3 separate regions of the Sus scrofa genome follow, and all the other regions are linked to region 1. Evidence: chromatin contacts called from public HiChIP or PLAC-seq data. All regions are on one chromosome and are shown on one strand. The core of a region is the stretch at or near the end of the contact, and the rest is flanking DNA. Distances in the headings are between cores, read along the strand shown.

What was found. HiChIP or PLAC-seq counts read pairs in DNA pulled down with a chosen protein or histone mark.
Region 2: a contact with region 1 is called in an H3K27ac HiChIP or PLAC-seq map of alveolar macrophages. The contact joins two enhancer-like sites. A contact is called at or near these places in 2 of 47 Hi-C or Micro-C datasets (brain and embryonic fibroblasts) and 1 of 2 datasets of contacts at active chromatin or transcription factors (alveolar macrophages).
Region 3: an H3K27ac HiChIP or PLAC-seq map of alveolar macrophages shows a contact between it and region 1. The contact joins two enhancer-like sites. A contact is called at or near these places in 1 of 5 promoter capture datasets (liver), 23 of 47 Hi-C or Micro-C datasets (adipose tissue, alveolar macrophages, blood and 14 more) and 2 of 2 datasets of contacts at active chromatin or transcription factors (alveolar macrophages and skeletal muscle).

Annotation. Positions count from the first base shown.
Region 1 is chr13:67,502,674-67,505,373 of Sscrofa11.1, reverse strand. The region is part of intron 17 of ATG7 (autophagy related 7); the gene reads right to left. Among named protein-coding and RNA genes, the nearest start is that of ATG7, 86 kb to the right of the region's middle. Within about 2 kb of position 1,418, at least 47 of the 83 cell types and tissues checked have an H3K27ac peak or open chromatin away from gene starts, as enhancers often do. A contact at or near this core is called in alveolar macrophages, where this site is marked.
Region 2 is chr13:67,239,196-67,241,895 of Sscrofa11.1, reverse strand. All of the region lies in intron 1 of HRH1 (histamine H1 receptor), which reads right to left. Among named protein-coding and RNA genes, the nearest start is that of HRH1, 31 kb to the right of the region's middle. Within about 2 kb of position 1,320, at least 8 of the 83 cell types and tissues checked have an H3K27ac peak or open chromatin away from gene starts, as enhancers often do. A contact at or near this core is called in alveolar macrophages, where this site is marked.
Region 3 is chr13:67,796,656-67,799,355 of Sscrofa11.1, reverse strand. The region is part of intron 2 of VGLL4 (transcription cofactor vestigial-like protein 4); the gene reads left to right. Among named protein-coding and RNA genes, the nearest start is that of VGLL4, 75 kb to the left of the region's middle. Within about 2 kb of position 1,330, at least 3 of the 83 cell types and tissues checked have an H3K27ac peak or open chromatin away from gene starts, as enhancers often do. A contact at or near this core is called in alveolar macrophages, where this site is marked.

The DNA of each region.
Region 1 (2,700 bases), core at 169-2,668:
ACTAACCTCAAGACCGTGCTGTTTGGACAGCTACTAAATGGACGTGATTTGCATTCTCTGATGATCAGCAGCTCTACTGCCTGCTAATTTGTGCCCCATTCAGGGTCTCTCATCAGCCTGCACACCAACCTCCTGGAGATGCCAGGAGTGGCCTCTACAAAAAGCCAGAAAAGGGGTCTGGCTGGCCTCACAGAACTCAGCACCATCCCAGGAACCAGGAAAAGACCACTTACTTTCTTCCTTTTCTTTCTTCTTTCTGTCTGTCTGACTGTCAATAAAAGATCCCACTTGTTAGCAGCAGAGAAAAAAATAGCATGCTAAGATTTACAATGAAAAAGTATTCTCTACTTTTCTCTCAAGGTGTTCAGAGTGAGGAGAAGCTTGCCTCTGTGTGGGAAGGAGGTGATGATAAGTGGAACCATGAGGGGGGCAGCGGGGAGGCTCAATAACATTTCATTTTGATCTGTGTGCCAGGCAGGTGAATGGTGTTCATTTTGTGATAATCCAAGATATATACTTAATGATTTAAGTGTGATTTTCTGTGTTTTATATACAGATAAAAATGGCAAATTAAAGATATTCCCGAAGTTCCCGTCGTGGCGCAGTGGTTAACGAATCCGACTAGGAACCATGAGGTTGTGGGTTCGATCCCTGCCCTTGCTCAGTGGGTTAACGATCCGGCGTTGCCGTGAGCTGTGGTGTAGGTTGCAGATGAGGCTCGGCTAGGATCCAGCATTGCTGTGGCTCTGGCGTAGGCTGGTGGCTACAGCTCCGATTGACCCCTAGCCTGGGAACCTCCATATGCCGCAAGAGCGGCCCAAGAAAATGGCAAAAAGACAAAAAAAAAAAAGATATTCCCTTTATAGAGAGAAAGTGGCTTATACACATCACTGCCCACTTGCAGAATCCCATTCACGTACACTGGGCCAGAGACTTTTATAAAAAGAACAAACCTAGAGGCCTATTTTCTCACCTTCAAATGGTTTTTTCCCACAGTTTTCAAATTCGGTAACAGATTTTCTTTTCAGGCTGAGTATCACTGAATTTCAGGGCCTCATCAAGCCTGTTTCTGCATGTGCCAATCTCTGGATGGGCCAAATTCTGCCTATGGCCCCAAAGGAAGAAGAGCAACTAAGTCATCCTCAGGCCTCAGGCCTGATGCAGAGGAGAGCACAGGCTGAGGTCCTCTTCCCACATTACAAAAGGAGTTGCTGGTGGGGGTGGCATGTGACTCCCCGGCCAAGGACAAGCACTATTCTACCACGGCTCATTCTACAGGGGCCAAGTAATAAGCACTGTCCTTCGGGCAGGTGAGGAAAAAAAAAAAAAAAAGCCCAGGGAGCGTCACAGGCCCCTCTCTGGATACAAAGCACACAAAGGGGTTTACCAAGTTCCACTGCAGCAGGAAGTCATTTGTCAGGAGAGCCAGGAAGAGGAGGGGGGGAGGTGCTGAGTCTGCATTGCAACACAGCCCAGTGTTTTTGTGGAAACGACATCCTGCTAATCAAAACACAGTCGCATAAATGGACTCACTCCATTTCAGAAAAGAGAGAAATAAAAGAAATGTAAAGCCTATAAAAAGGTACCACACAACCCTGATTAATTTTAAAGTTCTTTCTCTGCTGTCGTTTTTAGAAAGTAGCTAAAAATAAAGGCTTGAAACTTGAAATAATGTAAGCAAGTAATCACACACACACTGGGCTTTTTCCATATATGGCTGCATTATTCTTCAGCCTTTGAAAAGGCCAAATGAAGAGATGGCCAACAACCAAAATAATCCTTCAGACACTTAACAACGAGGAGAAAGAACCAGAAGAGCGGGTGAATGACAAACAGTTGCAAGGCTCAATGGGGGTAAATAACATGACAGGGATTAGTTGCCATAGTACTTTAAAAACATGGGCACATGCATTTTGACACTGAACCCCTTCTATAAAGGGACTGATTTGCTCTCTGGCCTCAGCACTGAGAAAACTACAACTGCAGTAATTTAACATAAAAGACTTAAAGAAGGAAACCAGTGCAGGGGCATGACTGAAAATTTAATTAAGGCCCTTCTCTGTATGAAATCTGTAAAGGAGAGGAGGGCACATCTCAAGGGCAGAAGGAGGGAAGGAGATGAGAGACATGCAAAAAGGGGAAGAGGCAAGGGATTCAAATGAGCACATCAACTGCACAGGTTGGCTCTGGAGGACAGCTCCTGTGATGGAGGTTATGACAGTGTCTGCTGGGTCCTACTTGAAATGTCTCTGCAGAAGAGATTAACACATTCATTTCAAATAAATGACACACTGGAAAAGTCACATTTGTCTTGTGTTTCCTGGTTTACAAAAAGCCTCATCAAAGACAATTCTGGACGCAAGGCAAAGCACCGGCTTTTACTGATAGGACACTGAGGCTGAGGGAGGGTCAGTGACCTAACACAAGTCTATGATGGGCGGCTCAGGAGTAGCAATTCAAAGTCAGCTCTCCTGATATGCAGGCTGCACTATTTCCAGTCATAAAACCTCAGGAGAGCACTGGTCAGAGGGCCAGGTTTAGGTGTAGATGTCGGCATATTCACTACCTCTCTCTGTGACCATGGACAAGCAATCTCCCTTCTTCTGAGTCAGACCCTCAAGTGGAAAATGACAGGCCAGGCAAGGGGAGGCAGAGAGAGACAAATGTGATCTGTGACTCACCCAGCTCTGCACTCCTGTG
Region 2 (2,700 bases), core at 71-2,570, 260 kb after region 1:
TTGGTAGTTTTAATTTTTTATTTTGGGGGGACCTCCATACTGTTTTCCATAGTGGCTGCACCAAGTCATATTCCCACAAACTGTGCACAAGATGTTCCCTCTTCTCCACATCCTCACCAACCCTTGCAGGTCTTGTCTCTTGGGTGATAGATATTGGAACAGGTGTGGGGTGATAGCTCATTGTGGTTTAGATTTGTGTTTCCCTGCTGGCTAGTGATGTTGAGCACCTTTTCATGTACCTGCTGGCCATCTGTATGTCTTCTTTGGAAAAATGTCTGGTCAGATCCTCTGCCCATTTTTTAATTGAATTCTTGGTTAACATCTTTTGTTTTGGCAACGGTGGTCCTGTCCAGGAGGCCAAAGTTGCTCAGCCAGAGGCCTCCATCCCAGGATGCTCATCCTTAGGCAAAGTGCCTGTTTGCTGCTGGCAGAACCAAGCCTTATCTCCAGCACCCTTTGGTTCAACTGACCATTTGTTCGTGAACAATTTGGGGGGTTATATTCTAAGTGCCAATGACAGTGCCAGTGTTAATTTTCTGTCTCCCTTGCTGCATCCCTGTGTTTAGCATGGTGCTGGCACTCAGGAAATACCTAACTAGGGTATGAACAAATGACAGGAAAGGAGAAAGGGGTTCAGGGCTGTGGATGAGGGGAGCAGACATGTGGCTGCAAGCTGTTGCCTGTCTTAGAGATGCCAGCCCCATCCCTTCCTGAGGTTTCCTTGGTCCCTGTGTCTTAATACATCTCCCAGGTTGGGTTAAGCCTTGGGAAAGAAGCTGAATTAAGCATGAAACTTCCTTCACTGCCTGAGTACCTGGCAGAGCTGTGCCAATTAGCTGATTGCCAGAGTGAAAGGTGTTTATCCTTGCTGGACTCCTCCGGTATTCTGAAAAGCTGAGGCTTGGTGAGGTTTCATGGATAGAGGGAGACAGAGGAATAGGAAGTGAAAGGGTAGAGTCAGAGCCAAGTAGTATGTACCTAGATCTCATTCCATGCGGGCCATTCTAGGAGGCCCTAGACATTCAGTGCTTAAAATAATCAGGCCCTGCTTTAAAGGAGCTTAGAGTCTAGAGCAGGGACTAGCTTTGGCCCACAGATTGTCCTTGTAAATAAATTTTTATTGGAACACAGCCATGCTCATTCATTTGAGTATTTTTTTATGCCTGCTTTCACCCAACGGCAGCATTAAGTATTTACAGCAGGGACTATATGTGGCCCACAAATTTTAGGCCCACAATCTGCCCTCTATAGAAGTTTGCCAGCCTCTGGCATGGAGCCCCAGCAGATGTGCAGTCAGAAAGAGAAGCAGAGAAGAGAGGAGGAAGTGAGAGTACACGCAACCAGAAAACTGGGAGAGAACAGGAGACACCCGCCCATGCAGTGTGACGCGGGAGGGTGGAAGTTCCTTAAATATCTCCACTTGGCATCTTTTGCCAGGATGAAACTCCACCACCTGGAGCTGTTCCTTTGGGAAGAGCATTGCTTTCAAATACCCCCCTGGGGAGGGTCTTTGATCCTCACCCCATACCGCAATTGTGGATTAGTTGATGAGATCTTGCAGGAGGAGACAAGGCTGCCAGAGATTTCCAGAGGCCTGGAAGAAGGGAGAGGGAAAGCCAGATGCACTGGACGCAAAAGCAAATGTGCTGTCATCAGAGATAAGCTGGTGCTGGCAAGTGTCACTGAGCCACTGTGGGGCTTTGGAAAGGCGGGATCACATTTGTGACTTAGGGGTCATTTGCCTCCTAAGAGCCGAGCTGCACTTCCTTCTCCCACCTCTGCCCTTGGAGAGCGCCTGCCTGGTGAGCATGCAGGCCTATGGATACCCAGGTCTGTGCACACATGTGTATGCCCTGGGCACTGGTGTGCATCAGGGATGGATCCATATTTTATTTAGGGTTTAAGTTTATACAATTTGGGGGAGCCCCTTTAAGACAAAGATTTCAAAATCATTAAGACGAATTTAGGTACACATGTATTTCAGTTTTTAAAGAGCACATTTTTTAAAAACTGAAGAATACCAGAAATATCACAAGAGCTAGACAATTCACACATATTTCATTAACTCCCTGATACCATTGGAAATGCATTTTTTTTTTTTCAGATTGCATCTGTGGCACATGGAAGTTCCCAAGGCTAGGGGTCAAATCGGAGCTGCAGCTGAGGCCTATGCCACAGCCACAGCCATACCAGATCCAAGCCACATATACAACCTAGGCCACGGCTTGTGGCAACACTGTATCCTTAACACACTGAGCAAGGCCAGGGATTGAACCTGCATCCTCACAGACACTATGTTAGATTCTTAACCCACTGAGCCACAATGGGAACTCCCAGAAATGCATTTTCTACTCTTCTTTTTTTTGGGGGGGGTGCTGTATACTCCTTGACAGCCTCTTCATATATGCAGGATTTTTAGAATAGTTGCTATACAGAGAAAAGAAAGATAAACCAGTCTTTTTGTCTGGCAAGGTAATTGCAGTTTGCTTTTATTGAGTTAGGGGAGTTCTCATTGTGGCTCAGCAGGTTAAGCACCCAACATAGTATCTGTGAGGATTCGAGTTTGATCCCTGGCCTCACTCAGTGGGTTAAGGTTCTGGCACTGCTGCAAGTCTGTGGCATAGGTCGAAGATGTGGCTTGGATCTGGCATGGCTGGACTGTGGTGTGGCCAGCAGCTGTAGTTCCAATTCAACCTCTAG
Region 3 (2,700 bases), core at 81-2,580, 290 kb before region 1:
GTGACCACTGAGTCATGATGGGAACTCCCTGTTATTTAGTTTAAAAAATTTAAATGCTTTTCTATTGAAACTTCTGTTGGCTCTGCCGCTGCATTCTGCGATGACACAGTTACTTACTGAGCCTGGGTTGCATCCCAGGGCTGTAAACATTCTTCTCTCTCTCTCTCTCTCTCTCTTTTTTTTTTTTTTTTTTTTTTTGTTGTTGTTGCCTTTTTAGGGCCACACCCAAGGCATATGGAGATTCCCAGGCTAGGGGTCTAATTGGAGCTACAGCTGCTGGCCACAGCAGCACCAGATCCGAGCTGTGTCTGCGACATACACCACAGCTTATGGCAGCGCTGGATCCTTAACCTCCTGAGCGAGGCCAGGGATCAAACCTGCCACTTCATAGTTTCTAGTCAGATTCGTTTCTGCTGCGCCATTGATGGGAACTCCTCCAAAAACGTCTTTTAAATTTTTTTTTTTTTGTCTTTTGTCCTTTTTAGGGCCACTCCCGTGGCATATGGAGGTTCCCAGGCTAGGGGTCTAATTGGAGCTGTTGCTGCCAGCCTACGCCAGAGCCACAGCAACGCCAGATCCAAGCCGTGTCTGCGACCTACACCATAACTCAAGGCAATGCTGGATCCTTAACCCACTGAGCAAGGCCAGGGATGGAACCTGAAACCTCATGGTTCCTAGTCAGATTCGTTTCTGCTGCGCCATGATGGGAACGCCTAAAAAAATTTGAAAAATACATATCTTTATGTGCAGATAAAGATTTACAGAAGAGAATATCTCAGTGTCAGAAATCTATCATTGCATTAATTAGGTAACAATGAAAGTTCACAATGTCTAAAAAGTTGATGGTAAAAAATACTGAGAAGCTGAATATTAAAGATGATTTCTGTAATTGATCCAAATGCTGTATTGATTAGATGATTTTATCACAGCAATGTGTATAGAAACAAAACATATGATAGTGAATGATGTTCTTCAATATATGTTATTGGTGTTTTAAAAATTTTGGTGAGAACAATTAATGTGAAATCATCTACCCTCTTAACAGATTTTAAGTGCACACTACAGTATTATTAAATGTAGGTACAGTACTATACAGCAGAGCTCTAGAACATATTTATCTTGCTAGCTCAAACTTCATCCTGTTGAACAGCAACTCCCGTTGCACCCAGCCCCTCATGACCATCATCCTGCTGTTTCCATGAATCTGACTGTTTAGATTCCTATCTAAGATAATCATGCAGTATTTATCCTGTGACTGGCTTACTTCATTTATCGTAATGTCCTCCAGGCTCACCCATGCCGTTGCATATGGGAGGATTTCTTTCTTTTTAAAGGCTGAGTAATACACCATTTGCATGTATGAGTCACATTTTCTTATTGTAAAGAAATAGAGGGGAACTAACTCAATAAAAAACAGAAACCATTTATGCATTAAGATGATAGTGGAGTTCCCTGTTGTGGCTCAGCAGGTTTTAAGGACCTGATGTTGTCTCTGTGAGGATGCAGGTTCGATTTCTGGCCTCACCCAGTGGGTAAAAGATCCAGTGTTGCTGTAAGCAGTGGTGAAGGTCACAGATGCAACTTGGATCCAGCGTTGCCAAGACTGTGGCACAGGTCACAGCTACAGTTCCAGTTCGACCCCTAGCCTGGAAACTTCCATATGCTGCAGGTACAGCTGTTAAAAAAGAAGAAGAAAAAAAAAAAAAAAAGAAAAGAAAAGAAAAAGAAAAGAAGGGGAAAAAAATGATGGTATTCTGGGTGAGTTTTTACTTTTTATATAGCAAGTTACTCATGTATCTATGTATCTTATAGTTACTGTAGCTGTTAGGGATCCCCCATTCAAGATAAATAACTGGGGAGTACAGGTTCCTAAGTGGAGGACCTCTGAAATAATGTTCAGGAAGTTTTATCCAGTGTGATTCAGTTGCTTTGTGCTCAGGTGTCATTAGTAACCCGTTAAACACAGCCTCAGTTACTCAATCCCAGGTCCCCAGCTCTCTCTGTTCCCAGATACTCTCAGCTACCATTCCCACCAGTTCTGAGGTTAAACTAGACACAGAGTCTTAGACTTGAAAAGGGCACTTTTGGTCCATCTCCTTTATTTAATAGATGAGAATGCTGATCTTTGGAAAGAAGAGGTAATGCTTTTTGAAACTGGTTGGAATTTATACTTGAAGTGGAAGAAGAAATGGCAAATGTATTCTACATTGGGTTCAGCATTGAGAAGTTAAATACATCATATTGCTGCTCTCAGAAATAGTATGTAAAGAAATAATGTGTAGTAATCGAGCTGTCCAAGTTCTTTATCATGTGCAACAACACAATTCCTTTTATCAGGTACTGCTAATTTAATTTTGAAAACTGAAAGTGGAGTTGGATGAATTGGTTGTGACTTTCGCTTCCTTTTTCTTTTGCTTCTTTCTCTCACAACTTATTTTGCATCTTGGACTGATCTTCAAACATTGTTTTTATCATATTACTCCCTCTCTTTCCCCAAAGTGAACCTATGGGACTCTTTACTACAGTGTGTTACTATAGAGTCAAGTTTGATTTCTGTCTGATTTATTCCTGGTCCTCAACCTTTATTTAATATTTAACTGTCTTTTCAGTTATGTTTTCTATTACTTTCTCTCCCTGAAATCTTTTGCTTCAGTAAAGTCATGCTTCATATCATTTTGATCCTGAATACCTTTTCCTCTG